Linked DNA regions of Mus musculus: region 2 is linked to region 1. A link is a contact called in public ChIA-PET data. All regions are on one chromosome and are shown on one strand. Each heading gives the region's core, a stretch centred on a gene start, on an enhancer-like site or on the middle of the called end of the contact. The rest is flanking DNA. Distances are from core to core; before and after follow the strand shown. Region 1 holds the start of Plcxd2 (phosphatidylinositol-specific phospholipase C, X domain containing 2). Region 2 holds the start of Cd200 (CD200 antigen).

Region 1 (7,138 bases), core at 346-2,845:
TCCACCGCTTGCTCCCTGAGTGCTTCTTAAGTACCAGCATTGTAGGATTTCACCCACCTCACCAACCTGAGCTCAGTGTGGTCTAAACATCCTGCCCAAGATAACTATGTTTTAGCAAGCCTTTCAGTGGAAAGATCAACCAATTGCCCGAGAGCACTGTCAAGCTTTGAAGCCTCTGGCAGAGGAATGCAGCAAGAACAGAGGTGCTTCTCAAGGCTCCAGTTCTACATCAGCTAGGCAGACACCTGTGTATATATAGACAAAGCTTCAAACACCGTCACTTCATCACACCTAATGACTGCCTGTGAGGACAGACTGCATCCTCTATTTCTGGCATTTCCAACAACAAAACTATGTGCCTTGATGCCCAGCCTAGAATCTGAACCTATTTTCTAACACTTATCTGATTTTTGTTTTCAAGAAAGGTCAGATAAATGAGAAAAATATTCTTTTCAGCTTCAATGTTGACCCAGAGCTAAGATTGTTAAGGACTTTCTACCCATTATTCTTGATCTCTCCCCCTTTCCCTTAAATGATTCAAGTCAGCGAGCCTTTCACATACCCAGGCCTCTGCATCAAGATGGTTAACATTCTTAGACTGAGGCCGTATGGTGTAAACAAAATAAAAACAACAAAACAACAGCGCAGTGATTCCATTCTCTCAACTGTCCCTTTTGCCAGTGATGCAGTCGGCTTGACTGACTCTCTTTACAGCAGCTACCTTCCTGTTAAGTTTTTTTTTTTTTTTTTTAATTTGGAAATAAAAAGAGATCACTGACAATTGTTTTTCAACACAACAGAAAACAACCAACCCACTAGCAAACACTAAAATGGCAGCATTAAACACAGTGCGAACAAGTAGTTATAGACGAATACCTGGGATTGCCAGATTGGAAAGGGGGACGTTGTGGAGGTGAGCGGGGAGCGAGGCCATCCAGTCGGCATTGCAGACCTCCGAGGCTGTCTTTGTCCCGCTGGGATTGGGAGAGCAGATGGTACCCATCCTGAGTTTCCTTCTGGCCTTTCTAAATGCAAGCATCCCTGTCGTCCACGATTTAGACAGGCTCAGTCTAGTGCCACTCACTCTGTGGTCATCACCGCTCGGGGCTCTCTAAACATTTCAGAGCACATGGGTCACGCCAGTCTTTTCAAGATCCTTTTCTAGCTGGGAGATGGGTCAAATAGGTGCTCCCCTGCCTGCTGCTCCCGCAGTCCCCACCCTCTTCGCCTTGCCACTGAGATCCACTCCTTTAATCTCCTCAGTCCCTGGTCAGTTAAACTTCTTAGTTCCCCTCTGGAGACGGGGGAGGCAGGCCCGAAGATACAAACCTTCCTGAAACCCACAACATCCAGGAACAGCCACACCCGGAGCTACTCACACGACAGGTGCCCACAGGGCATAGAGACGTGCCAGCGGGCTGCACACACGTGCGCACCCGGGTTGCACCATCTCTTGTTCATGGGTGCTTCCGTGGGTTTCCCCGGGCTGGTACACAGGCTGGGCCTGCCTGCACCCCCGCCCCCTGGCTTCTCTGCCCACTGCCCTGTGCTTTTCTGAAGGGCTCTCAGAAGAGTAACCGGCAGCCCCGGGACTCTGGCGGCCCCGCCCCGCACTGCCGGGCAGATTTGCCAGACTAGGCGAGCTGTGATTGGTCGTTGGCGGGATTCTCTCTGATTGGACAACGCTCTGAGGGCCCGCCCCTACATCGCGCTCCCACGCCTCCCCTGCTTCTTAGCTCCTCCCCTCTCCACTCCAGCGGGGTAGCGAGTGGACAGGTCGGGCTGCGGCCTGCTGCTCCGGAAGGGGAGATGTGCACCGTGGCCGGCTGTCCTCAGATTGATCTTTTTCTTGTAGATCTCTGACGCGACCTCAAAGGTTTCTCCTCTCTCCCTCGGCCTTACTCTCACTGCGGTGAAAATTACCCAGAAACGCGCTACTTTTTTTTTTTTTTTTTTTCAAACCACCGTAGCAGCAGAAACAGGAGAGCTAGAGAGGCCAGAGAAAGGTGCTGCTGCGGCTCCTATTTAGATGGCAGCATCAAAGCAGGTTTGTGTTTGAAACAATGCAAACTGACAGTTCTCCTGCACAGTCCGCTGAAACTGGCCAGTGCCATTATTTCCGTTTCACAGAGGAGGAGATAATGGTGCTTTGGGTTCCTGTTGCTGTTGTTTGAAACCTTTTGAATTATTTGTCTCACCTGCTCCTCACAGCATTACCACAAGACTCAGAGTTGCTGATACACTTCCTCGAATGGATGAAACAGCCTGAGGCAGGTCACGTGGTGGCAGTCTGTGCAAAGTTCATTTTGAAATGAGGTTCCCTAACTCGGTCTGTAGAACACAGACCCACTTCTCTGCTTCCTGAACTGTTCCCACTTCAAATAGTATTCAAATGTAGTACAGAGTTTTATAATCCGATATTGTTAGTTAAAATTTGTAGTTAGATTTATATATTTCTTGTATGCGTTTTTCTGTGAGAACATGCATGTGTGCAGTTCAGAGGACAGATTACTCCAGTTCTCTCCTTCCTTGAGACCGTCCCCGGGGCTCAGATCGTCAAGTTTGGCAGTAAGCACCTTTACTCACTGAGCCACCTCCAAGATCTGACCTGCATACTTTGCAAAAAATAAAAATAAAATAAAATAAATAATAAAAAAATACTATTTTGGCAAACAGATAATTTTATTTAAAAAATTTTAAATTAAGGTAGCCTTTTATAGCAAGAAGGACCCTAGAGACTCAGGAGGGCCTTAGGGGAAAAGAGAACAGTGGCCAGAACTCTTAAAACTCCTGGAGTTTATGTATAAAACCCTAGGGCAGCTGTCGTTTAATCACCAGATGACCTCCATTTTACCCCTGTATCCCAGGCTACCTGTCTTAGTTAGGGTTTCCGTTGCTGTAAAAAGACACCAAGTCCAAGGCAACTCTCATAAAAGACATTTAACTGGGGTTGGATTACTGGTTCTGAGGTTCAGTCCATTATCCTCATAGCAGGAAGCATGGCAGGCCCTGGAAGAGCTGAGGGTTCTACATGTTGTTCCAAAGGCAAAACACAGGTGAAGACTGGCAAACCCCACCCCCATAGTGACACACTTCCTCTATCAAGGTCACTCCTACTCCAACAAGGCCACACCTCCTAATAGTGTCATTCCCTGGGCCAACCATATTCAAAAGACCACATTCTACTTTCTGGCTCCCATAGGCTTGTTAAAACACATGAGTCTATGGGGGCTACAGCTGGCCAGAGTATAATGAAAAATACATTGAGTTCAACTTCAAAAGTCCCCATAATCTACAGCAGTCTCAACAATGTTAAAAGTCCCAAGCTCAAAGACTCTTCTGTGATTCATCCAATCATTTAACTGTAATTTCCTACAAAATCAAAGTCAAAAGGCAGATCACATGCTTTCAACATCACGGGATGTATATTACCATCCCAAAACATTACAATGAGTGAATACTGGACCAAAGCAAGACCAAAAACCAGAGCTGTGTGTTTTCAGAAAACACTTCCTAGAAGATTTCACCTCAGTGATGCTGGTCAAGTTCTCCGTAAAAAGCCTTTGTTTCCCCTTTCTAGACTGTGGTTTCATTCCAGATTAAAAGTCCAAAGGAAAAAAATAACAAAGTAATAAAAAGCCTAACATGCTATAGCTATTCCTTCCTCAACACTAAATGGATAAACAACAAACTTAGCTGGATGGGGTCTTGCCCCAAAGTCACCACCCACTTAATATGTTTATCTTCCTGAACACAGGGCTCAGCTTCATTTTACTTCCTGGTGCCCCGTTAATGCTAGAACCATACATTATGTCTTTTTTTTTCCTTTGTCAGCTTGCTCCTTTTCATCAAAATGTTCCTCATAACAGTGAATTTTAATAACCACACAACAGAGTTTATACCAGGCTGTTTTGAGATTTCTCTTGTTGATGCAAATAATTTAAATCTCTTCACTTTGCTTCATGCAGACTCTTCAGACAAGAGCAAAGCACCCAGATTATTCACCAAAATATCATGCACACACACACAGACACACACACACACACACACACACACACACACACACAAATAGTCTCTAGAACACACACTAACATTCTTTTCTTTGAACTTTTTGAGCCTGGTGGCCACAGTTCAAACCATCCTCAGCAACAATGTCTTCTATTTCCCTACGAGGGTGGCCCATTAGGTCCCACTTAAAGCATTCTACTGTTTTCCAAAACCCCAAATCCACATTCCTCCAAAAAAACATGGTCAGGAGCTATCACAGCAATTCCCCAGTCTCTGGTACCAAGTTCTCTCTCAGTTAGGGTTTTCAATGCTGTAAAGAGACACCAAGACCAAGGTAACTCTTATAAAGGACAACATTTAATTGGGGCTGGCTTAGTGCTTCTGAGGTTCAATCCATTATCCTAATAGTGGGAAGCAGAGCAGTATCCAGGCAGTCAGGGTCCTGGAGGAGCTGGGAGTTCTACATCTCATTCTGAAGGAAAACATGAGAAGACTGGCAAGACACACCCCAGTGACACACGTCCTCCAACAAGGCCAAAACTCCTAATAGTGTCACTTCTTGGGCCAAGCATATTCAAATCACCACACTACCTTTCACCAGCTGTAGCTGTTGGTGCACATTCCTGCCTTTTGACATCCACATCTCAGGTTTTAGGCTATTTTTTAATATTCACTAAAAACAGCTTCACTGCATAAAATTACTAAGCTTCCATGGAGTGTTGTTTGACATATCATTAAAGGAAGTATATACTATTTATCTTGTATCTTCTGGTATTTAAAGAACATATACCTCTTTTTAATGATACCAGAAGATATTATCAAAATGTCACATAGCTGTTTTTGACTCAACAAAAATCTTCCCATAAGATAAAAGTCCCTTATTGGATCAATGTCTCAAGATTTGTTTTGGAAATTCTACCTTTCTGGTCTTCCTTTGAATATATATGTAGATATTTAATTCCTAGAGGTAAACCATTTCATGTAAGCTAAAACAAACAAAATATGTTCTTTAAACTCATCTGTGAGATATCCTTTGAAACATCTTTTCTCCTGTAGATTTTTGTTAATGAAATGACAGTATTAACCAAGAGTGGGGTAGTTCTGTTCAGAAACCCTCCTTATAAGTGGGGATCCTTGATTTACGCTGCAGAGAAAAATTGCAGGACAGTCATTATGTAGAAAGCTGGAATTTAATAAGATTTGAATAGGACTGGCATGCAGCTCAGTTGAAAGAATGCTTGCTTAGCATAGACAAGGTCTTGAGTTCCAATCATATCACATCATAAATCAAGCATGGTGGTGCATGTCTATGATCCTGGCACTCCAGAGGAGAAGCAAGATGGCCTTGTTTATGATCTCATGATGACCTTATGAACTTGCCAGATAACCTCAATATGAGCCTTAGGTACACAGTGAATTTGAGGATGCCCTAAGTTACATGAGAGGCTCTCCCTTTCTCTCTGTTTCTGTCTCTGTCTTTGTCTCTCTCTCTTAAATGTTTAAATATGCATTTAAACATCAATATTAAGAGAGTGTTACATGATGCATGGACATGTGTCTTAGTTAGGGTTTCTATTCCTGCACAAACATCATGACCAAGAAGCAAGTTGGAGAGGAAAGGGTTTATTCAGCTTACACTTCCACATTGCTGTTCATCACTGAAAGAAGTCAGGACTGGAACTCAAACAGGTCAGGGAGCAGGAGCTGATGCAGAGGTCATGGAGGGATGTTCTTTACTGGCTTGCTTGCTTCCCCTGGCTTGCTCAGCCTGTTCTCTTATAGAACCCAAGACTTCCAGCCCAGAGATGGTCCCACCCACAAGGGGCCTTTCCCCCTTGATCACTAATTGAGAAAATGCCCCACAGCTGGATCTCATGGAGGCACTTCCCCAACTGAAGTTCCTTTCTCTGTGATAACCCCAGCCTATGTCAAATTGACACATAAAACCAGCCAGTACAACATGGTAGATCATACATGTAATCTAAGCACTTGGGTGATTAAGAAAAGATGATACCAAATTGGAATCCAGTCTATTTTGCATTAAGACCCTACATCAAAAAACAAAAACAAAGTGAGAAGGAGAGAGACAATAAATAGCATTTAGGAAAGACAGTTGTATGTACCCAAAATGAGTGTGGATTTCTTAAGAATGAGGGCCACTTCAAGACAAGGTCCTCATTACATAGCCTAAGCTGGCCTTCAACTTTTGGCACTTTTCCTGCCTCAGCCTCCTGACTAGAATCAATAGATGAACCAGTACATCTACAGACTTTTGGTGGCTTTTGAAATTATACTACTCAAAAGGTTTTAAAGATCAAGCAAAATTGGTTTGGTATTGTTTTGTTAGAGTTACTATTGCTATGATGAAATACCACAACCCAAATACAAGTTGGGGAGGCTTATGTTCTCTCATCACAGTCCATCACCAAAGGAAATCAGGTAGGCCTGGATCCTGGACGCAAGGGCTAATGGAGGGGCCATGGGGCCATGGCAGTTGTCTCCTTCTCCTTCTCCTTCTCCTTCTCCTTCTCCTTCTCCTTCTCCTTCTCCTTCTCCTTCTCCTTCTCCTTCTCCTTCTCCTTCTCCTTCCGATTTATTTATTTATTTAATCTATATGAGTACACTGTTGCTGTCTTCAGATGCACCAGAAGAGGGCATCGGATCCCCATTACAGATGGTTGTGAGCCACCATGTGGTTGCTAGGAATTGAACACAGGACCTATGGAAGAGCAATCAGTGCCATCTATCCAGTCCTAGGCAGGGTTTTTCTTAATAGCTTGATCCCCATGGCATGCTCAGCCTGCGTTTATATAGAACCCAGAACCACTAGTCCAGGGATGGCACCACTCACAATGGTCTCAAACCCTGCCCTACAGGCTTGCCTAAAGCCCAATCATATGGAGGCATTTTCTTAATTGAGTTTCCCTCCTCTCAAATGACTCAAGCTGGTGTCAAATTGACATAACACTATCCAGCATGTGTGTCATTATTTTCACTTTTCTGTTTCTTTTTGTTTGTTTTGCATGTGTATATATATATATTTGAGTGTATATAGGTACAGTTGTATATACAGGTACAAGTGCCATGAAGTAAACACTGGCGTCCTCTTTGGTTGCTCTTCACTTTATGC
Region 2 (7,082 bases), core at 9-2,508, 600 kb before region 1:
TTGCCTACTGCAAACCCAGCAAGTCAGTGCTGCAGCAATATCACAGGTGTGAGGTGACAATTCCACGGTTAAAACCCTGAAGACAGTGCCCAGAATTTAACGGATGCTAAAAGATTAACCAATCAAGAATTAACTAGAGAGTCCAATCATGAAGATTCAAAAAAAAAAATCCTCCTACAATTCTTATCAAGAAGGTGGATGTTCATTAGCTCCTGGGTCTTAGCTGACAACTCCACAGCTGCTAGGTGCATAGCCCCATTCCCCTATTCTTTCTAGGTCTGATTTTGTACCTTATTTCATTGCAGCCACAGAGACTTGGAGAGAAAAAAAAGAACCTCTCTCTCCGATTCTTTGTAAAACAGAAAGCAATTCCTTGTTTGAACATTAAGAGCATCTAGCTGACAGATCCACATTCCTCTTTGTTAAGAAAGGTAACACAAGTCGGTCTTTGTCAGCCTGATGAAAAGTGGTACCTGGGGTTTAATTGCGTTTAGATTCGCATTCAATTCTACCAATTCCGTGTGTATAAAGAATAAGGCGTATGACCACCCTTCCTTTTAAAATTTTCTGCCTTGTAAACAGTACCAAAGACTCAAAATGTCGGCCTCTCCTCTAAATACCTTGGCATTTAACAAGACCACTAAGCTGTGGCTTGCTCGCTGCAGTACTGCTAGATGCTTCATGGTTTCCTAGGCAAGGAGCAGAAATGCAGCAAGAGAGGGGGTGAGAAAGAGAGCAAGCGAGATTACTAGGCTACACCCCTGCTGCAGGTTAAGGACCAACATAGGGGACGCAAAGAGCTACTCCTCCCCTTCTGGGAGCCATGGAGCTCAGGCCGTGTTTTCGCAATGGAATCGCAGCAAGGAGCAAAGCCGCCCACCCTAGATACACGCGTTCCCCGGGCTTTCTCCGGCCGGTGCCTCCTTACAGAGCTCCGAGCCCCGGATACCACTTCTCCAAAGAACAGCTTCCTTGCTTTTCTCGCAGGCTCCACTGGCTTCTGAGAGCCGCGGCTCCAGATCGCCCATTCCGCCCTCCTTCGCATCTCAGATTCCACTCACCAGACTGCCCATCCTTGCTCTGGGCCGCAGCTAGACACCAGCTTCTCGGGGTCTGAGCTCTTCCACGATGGAGGATATCTCCGCAACACCTGTGAGCAGGGACACTACTATTCGCCGTAGAGAGAGCCCCCTCCACTGCACAGGCAGACTCTACAGCTCCTCTAGTGTGGAGGAAGAGACGACCAACCAACCACGCCCTCTACAACCTCATCCCTAGCCCCTGCCCCCGCCCCCGCCAGGTTCTCGCCTTTTAGAGTAATATAGCAAAAATGTGAAAGAATCACTCTATATTTTTTTCATTTTAGATTTATTTATCTTATTTTACATGTGTATGCATGTTTCGTCTGCATTCCCATCACTGGCCTCTCTCCCGTGCCAAATGGCAGTATAGGGTGACGTAGTCCATACAGAAAAATCAGAGTGGGAACTAACTTGAGTGGACAGTAATTTGAGTCAGAAACCTGGTGCATCCTGTGGTTCTGTACAGCAAAAGATAAACACGGAGAACAGAACAATAGTGTGTGTGTGTGTGTGTGTGTGTGTGTGTGTGTGTGTAGGGGGAAGGTAAGGAGCTTCATACAGACACCCTGGGGGAAAAAAAAAAGGAAAACTTTATTTTACGATTTGTTATATTAAAGGCCAGTGCGAGTGTGTGTGTGTGTGTGTGTGTGTGTGTGTGTGTGTGTGTGGTTACCAGGTACCTCATCTAGAGCTTTAGAGGTCCTAAGGGCTCAGAGTTACCTGTGAACACACTTCCTGAAAACCCAAAAGCACTTTCTTTCTGCTAATCAGATTGTCCTGCAGTATTCCTTAAAACAGATGAGAACCAAGGGACAGATCAAATGAGTCACAGGAAGCCCTGGAACTGAGGTTTTTCCTTGATGAAAGCTTTACAGAAACGATTGACTATATTGGTGACATTTCTGTTTCTGTACTAGAGTAGAAACCTGTGGAAAAAGATTTGTTGGGCTTATAGCTACAGGAGGAGAGTCTCTAAGTGACCAGGAGGCATGGTACCAGGCTGCCAGAGAGATCACATCTTCAATCACAAGTATAAAGCAGAGAGAGAGAGAGAGAGAGAGAGAGAGAGAGAGAGAGAGAGAGAGAGAGAGAGAGAGAGAGATCGAGAAAGAGAGAGAGAGGAGAGAGAGACTTGGGACCTACAACTGAAGGTCACCCTCTAAAACCTGACAGTGGGACCCATTGCTGAGGTCAACTTTCATTCAGCTCACTGAACATAGAGAGGCTAGAGCTGAGGTTTGGACTCTAGACTCTAGTCTCTCTGGTGTGAGAAGGTATTCTACAGACCATGAAAAGACAAACCTGGACACTAAACCTGCCTCTAAATCCTCTACCCACAATATGTCCTGCCTATGAGATTTTAGTAGAAAATGTGAGGGAGTGACCAACCAATGTTTAGTTTAACTTGAGGCCCACCCTATAAGAGAGAGCTTGTACCTATATTGCCTGGATGGTCAAGAACCAGATAATGGAAAGCCCAGAGTCCTAGGGTAGAACCAAACACAGCTGGGGAAAGAAAGAAGGAAAGAGAGAGAAAGACAGAAAGAAAAAGAGAAAGAAAGAAAGAAAGAAAGAGAGAGAGGGAGAGAGAGAAAGAGGGAGAGAGAGAAAGAAAGAAAGAAAAAGAAAGAAAGAAAGAAAGAAAGAGAGAGAGAGAAAGGGGGAGAGAGAAGAAGAAGAAGAAAAAATGGAAGGAAGAAAAGAATGATTCTTAATGACATTCTGCTATACTAATAGATTGGGGCCTTGACCAGCTGTCATCAGAGAGGCAGCAACAGATAAAATCTGGTTCAGAGACCCACAGACAGACATGTGGAGAGAGTCTAAACCAAAGGTCTTCCTCAAGTCCCTTCCCTCTGACTGCATCCTATTCCTTCTCAGTACTCTCTGCTGCCCAGATAGCACACATACTCTACCTTAGCCTCTCGAGTACTGGGAATACAGATGTGAGCAACCATGGGAGGTTATTTTTTATGTTGGTGCCAACAATACTCTTTTCTTATAGATGGCATTTCATAAGTATGCATGAGGACGTGTGTTTGTGTGTGCAAGTCATTCTATTGGGGTACCTTTGAATATCTTTCTCCTTGAAGCTTTCTCTATTCTTGTTATTTTATTGGTATGTAAATGACACTTTACTAGGCATTGTTTTGCCTTAAATCTTCTTAAGTTTGAGCAGTAGATTTCAAGAGCTGAGTTATACAATAAGAGAATGAAAAATGGCATGGGAACCACGGGATCCTTAGGTTATGTATTATATCCAGACTAACAAAAATTTTTAAAATAAATATTCTAATAAATGGAAAAATTAATCCACATGTAGGCTACAAGATGTATGAAAGCACAAATAACTACTAAATCTATTATTGTGTAAAATTTGCATATATCAACTATTAAATAATTCACACAGACCTATATGGAAAGGAATCTTGATTAGAAAGTAAGATTATGGGGTGGGGATGGGATAGGAGGTTTTCAAAGGGGAAAGCAGGAAAGGGGATAATATTTGAAATATAAATAAAGAAAATATCTAATAATAAATAAATAAATGTTGTGGAAAAAAGAAAGTAAGATTATGAGAGGTAGAGAAAATTATGCTAAGCTGTATGTTTGACAATGTTTAAAGATGACATTAAAAATGAGCATATGGGTAGGAGCGGCGCTTGAGGCCTGGAAGCGTTCCGTGGCCTGCCGGGTCAGCACCATGAGCTCCATTGGCACTGGGTATGACTTGTCAGCCTCTATGTTCTCTCCTGATGGAAGAGTTTTCCAAATTGAATATGCCATGAAGGCTATGGAAAACAGTAGTACAGCTATTGGGATCAGATGTAAAGACGATGTTGTGTTTGGAGTAGAAAAAGTAGTCCTTTCTAAACTTTATGAAGAAGGCTCCAGTAAACGTCTTTTTAATGTTGATCGACATGTTGCAATGGCAGTTGCAGGATGGCTGGCAGATGCTCGTTCACTAGCAGACATAGCAAGAGAAGAAGCATCCAACTTTAGGTCCAACTTTGGCTATAACATTCCTCTAAAACGTCTTGCACACAGAGTGGCCATGTATGTACACGCCTATACACTCTACAGCGCTGTTAGACCTTTTGGCTGCAGTTTCTTGTTGGGGTCTTACAGTGCGAATGATGGTGCACAGCTCTATATGATCGACCCATCAGGTGTTTCATATGGTTGCTGGGGCTGTGCGATTGGCGAAGCCAGGCAGGCTGCAAAGACAGAGATAGAAAAGCTTCAGATGAAGGAAATGACTTGCCGTGATGTAGTTAAAGAAGTTGCAAAAAATAATTTACATAGTACACGATGGAGTTAAGGATAAAGCTTTTGAACTGGAGCTCAGCTGGGTTGGTGAATTAACTAAAGGAAGACATGAAATTGTTCCCAAAGACATAAGCGAGGAAGCAGAAAAATGTGCCAAGGAACCTTTGAAGGAAGAAGATGAATCAGATGGTGACAATATGTAATATTTTCTTCACCATCCACTGGTTTACATCTCTGTAACAGTTGCATATGGCTAGCACCATGGATTATATATACCCACTGACCGATTTTCATTAAATTTTGTCTTATAAACATAAAAAAAAAATGAGCATATGAGGGTTAGAGAGATGGCTCAGTGTTTAAGTGCACTCACTGCTTTGCCAGAGGTCTTTAGTTCAATTCTCAGCAACCACATGGTGGCTCACAACCATCTGTAATGGGATCTGATGCCCTCTTCTGGTGTGTCTGAAGACAGACAGCTACAGTGTACTCATATACATAAAATAGAGAAGTAAATCTAAAAAAAAATTTAAAAATGAGCATATGCATTGTCTTCAATAAATAAGAAAAGAAAGTTGGAATAAATTTTATAAGCACATGTTTATATGTATGAGTCTCAAGGTAGCAAAAAATAATTTAATGAAAGCAGGACAGAAATGTGAAAATGAAATATGAATACTAGGAATAAAATGGAAATACATGCTGTTGTATTAGTCAGGGTTCTCTAGAGGAACACAACAGAGAGAATGAGTGTGTATCAGTAGACAGACAGGGGTTTTCAGAGAGTAAGTAGCATTACAGGCTGTGGTGCAGCTCATTCAACAGTGACTGTCTACCAAAGGAAGGCCCAAGAACCCAGTAGTTGTCCACTCCACAAAGCTGGATGCCTCGACTGGTCTTTAATGTATGTTGGAATCCTGTCTCTACCTCTCCATCACACACTGGAAATACAAGCATACACCAGCATGCCTGTTATTTTCATTTGGGCTCTGGGGATAGAACTCAAGTCCTCATGCTTGCAAGATAAGTGATTTACTTAGAATCTCATTTCCCCAGGCATCATTCACCCTTTCATGGTAAAAATTTATAAACTCGGAGTAATAAGACATTTCTCATTCTCAATAATATCCTTAAATAGCCAGCATTAAATAAATGACATCTTAAATATTATGTTTAAATTCAGAAATCCTGTATTACTTGTGAGAGATGAGGCTGTGCATGGAGAACTATCAGAATCTATCAAGACTTTGAATCTTGTCTCATTTCAGGTCTCTCTGCTGTGATGAAACACCATGACAAAAAGTTAGGAAGAAAGCGTTTCTTTGGATTATACTTCCACATGACTATCGACAAAGAGAGTCAGAACCTGGAGGAAGGAACTGATGCAGAAGCCATAGATGAGTACTTCTTACTGGCTTGCTCTTCATGGTTTGTTCCATGAACCCAGGATCATCTGCCACAAAGGCCTGAGCCCATCCACATCAATCACTAATTAAGTTCAATTCACAGGAAACCACATGGTGTCTCACATCTATTTCTAATGGGATCTGATGCCCTCTTCTGGTTAGTTGACACAAAACTAGCAAGCACAACTAACCCCTTGTCAACTTAACCCACATCTATATCACTAAATTACTCCACAGTCCTTTCTTTCTTATTCATCCAAGATCTCACATTAAATACCCAAATAGCTTTAAAAGTCTCATAGTCTTTACAAATTCAAACATGTTAATATTCACTCTCCTTAAGAAAATCCGAAGTCTCTTTAAACTGAAGTATCTTTTAAATGCAATCTCTCAATTGCATGTTCCTGTAAAAAACAAACAAACAAACAAACAAACAAAACAAAACAAAAAACAAAAAACAAAAAAAACAATGAAGTTCTTTCTTATTTCAAGAGAGAAGTCCTTGGGCCCAGTCACAATCTGAACCAAACAAAACGGAATGCCAACAGAATAAATAACTCAATGCCTGAGATCTATAGTTTACTCATGGTATCCTGAAGCCTTGGGTCACTTCTCTGGCTCTGCTCTCTTCAGCACACACAGCTCCCCTGCTGGCTCCTCTCCTCTGCTGTTGCTGTTCTTGGTAGTCATTACATGTTTCTTACATCTCCAAAATTCCAGGGTCTTCTGCTGCAGTTGGGCTGCACTTTTACCAATAGCTTCTCCTAGGTTCTCTTCGTGGTGACAAAACAAGCATCCACTTCTCCGCATGCCCCTTTCAATTCTGCACCTTTGAAGTCCTCTCCTGACCTTTTACATGACAAGCCTCAACTGTTCTCCATGATTTCTTCATGCGTTCAAAACCAGTACCACCTGGGTGACTCACTCTTACATTATCATATTCAGTTGGCACCACCAGCTATAACCTTGGCCACCACTGAAACACAACTTCTCACGTAGAACCCTCCCCAAAAGATAATAAATAATGCAGATTTCTCTTAATCACCACTTAATTTCTCAGTTTCAGCAAACCAGCATCAATCACCCCAGCAAATCAAAGGTTTCACTTTAGTAGTTCTGATATCATGTTAATCACAGATTGTTTAGCCTCAGCTAACCAAACCCACAGAATCTTAATTTTTATTTTATTTTATTCAATCACTTTACCTTCTGATATTGGCTCACCTTTCTTCCCAGTCTCCCCGCCCCCTCCTTTGCAGCTCTTCTCCCATCTCTTCTGCACTTCTCCTCTGAGAAGGGAAACCCTTCTCAAACCTCAGCACAT

The links. ChIA-PET counts read pairs in DNA pulled down with a chosen protein or histone mark.
Region 2: an RNA polymerase II ChIA-PET map of memory CD8 T cells shows a contact between it and region 1, with 6 read pairs. The contact joins the promoter of Cd200 here to the promoter of Plcxd2 in region 1. A contact is called at or near these places in 1 of 39 promoter capture datasets (pre-B cells), 1 of 484 Hi-C or Micro-C datasets (pre-B cells) and 1 of 115 datasets of contacts at active chromatin or transcription factors (memory CD8 T cells).

What each region holds. Positions count from the first base shown.
Region 1 is chr16:46,008,818-46,015,955 of GRCm38.p6, forward strand. Plcxd2 (phosphatidylinositol-specific phospholipase C, X domain containing 2) reads right to left here and starts at 1,596. Exons shown (of 4, transcript NM_001134480.1): 1 at 877-1,596. The coding sequence starts at 1,039.
Region 2 is chr16:45,407,795-45,414,876 of GRCm38.p6, forward strand. Cd200 (CD200 antigen) reads right to left here and starts at 1,259. Exons shown (of 6, transcript NM_010818.3): 1 at 1,062-1,259. The coding sequence starts at 1,073. It also overlaps the pseudogene Gm5406 and a transcript of Gm609 not described here.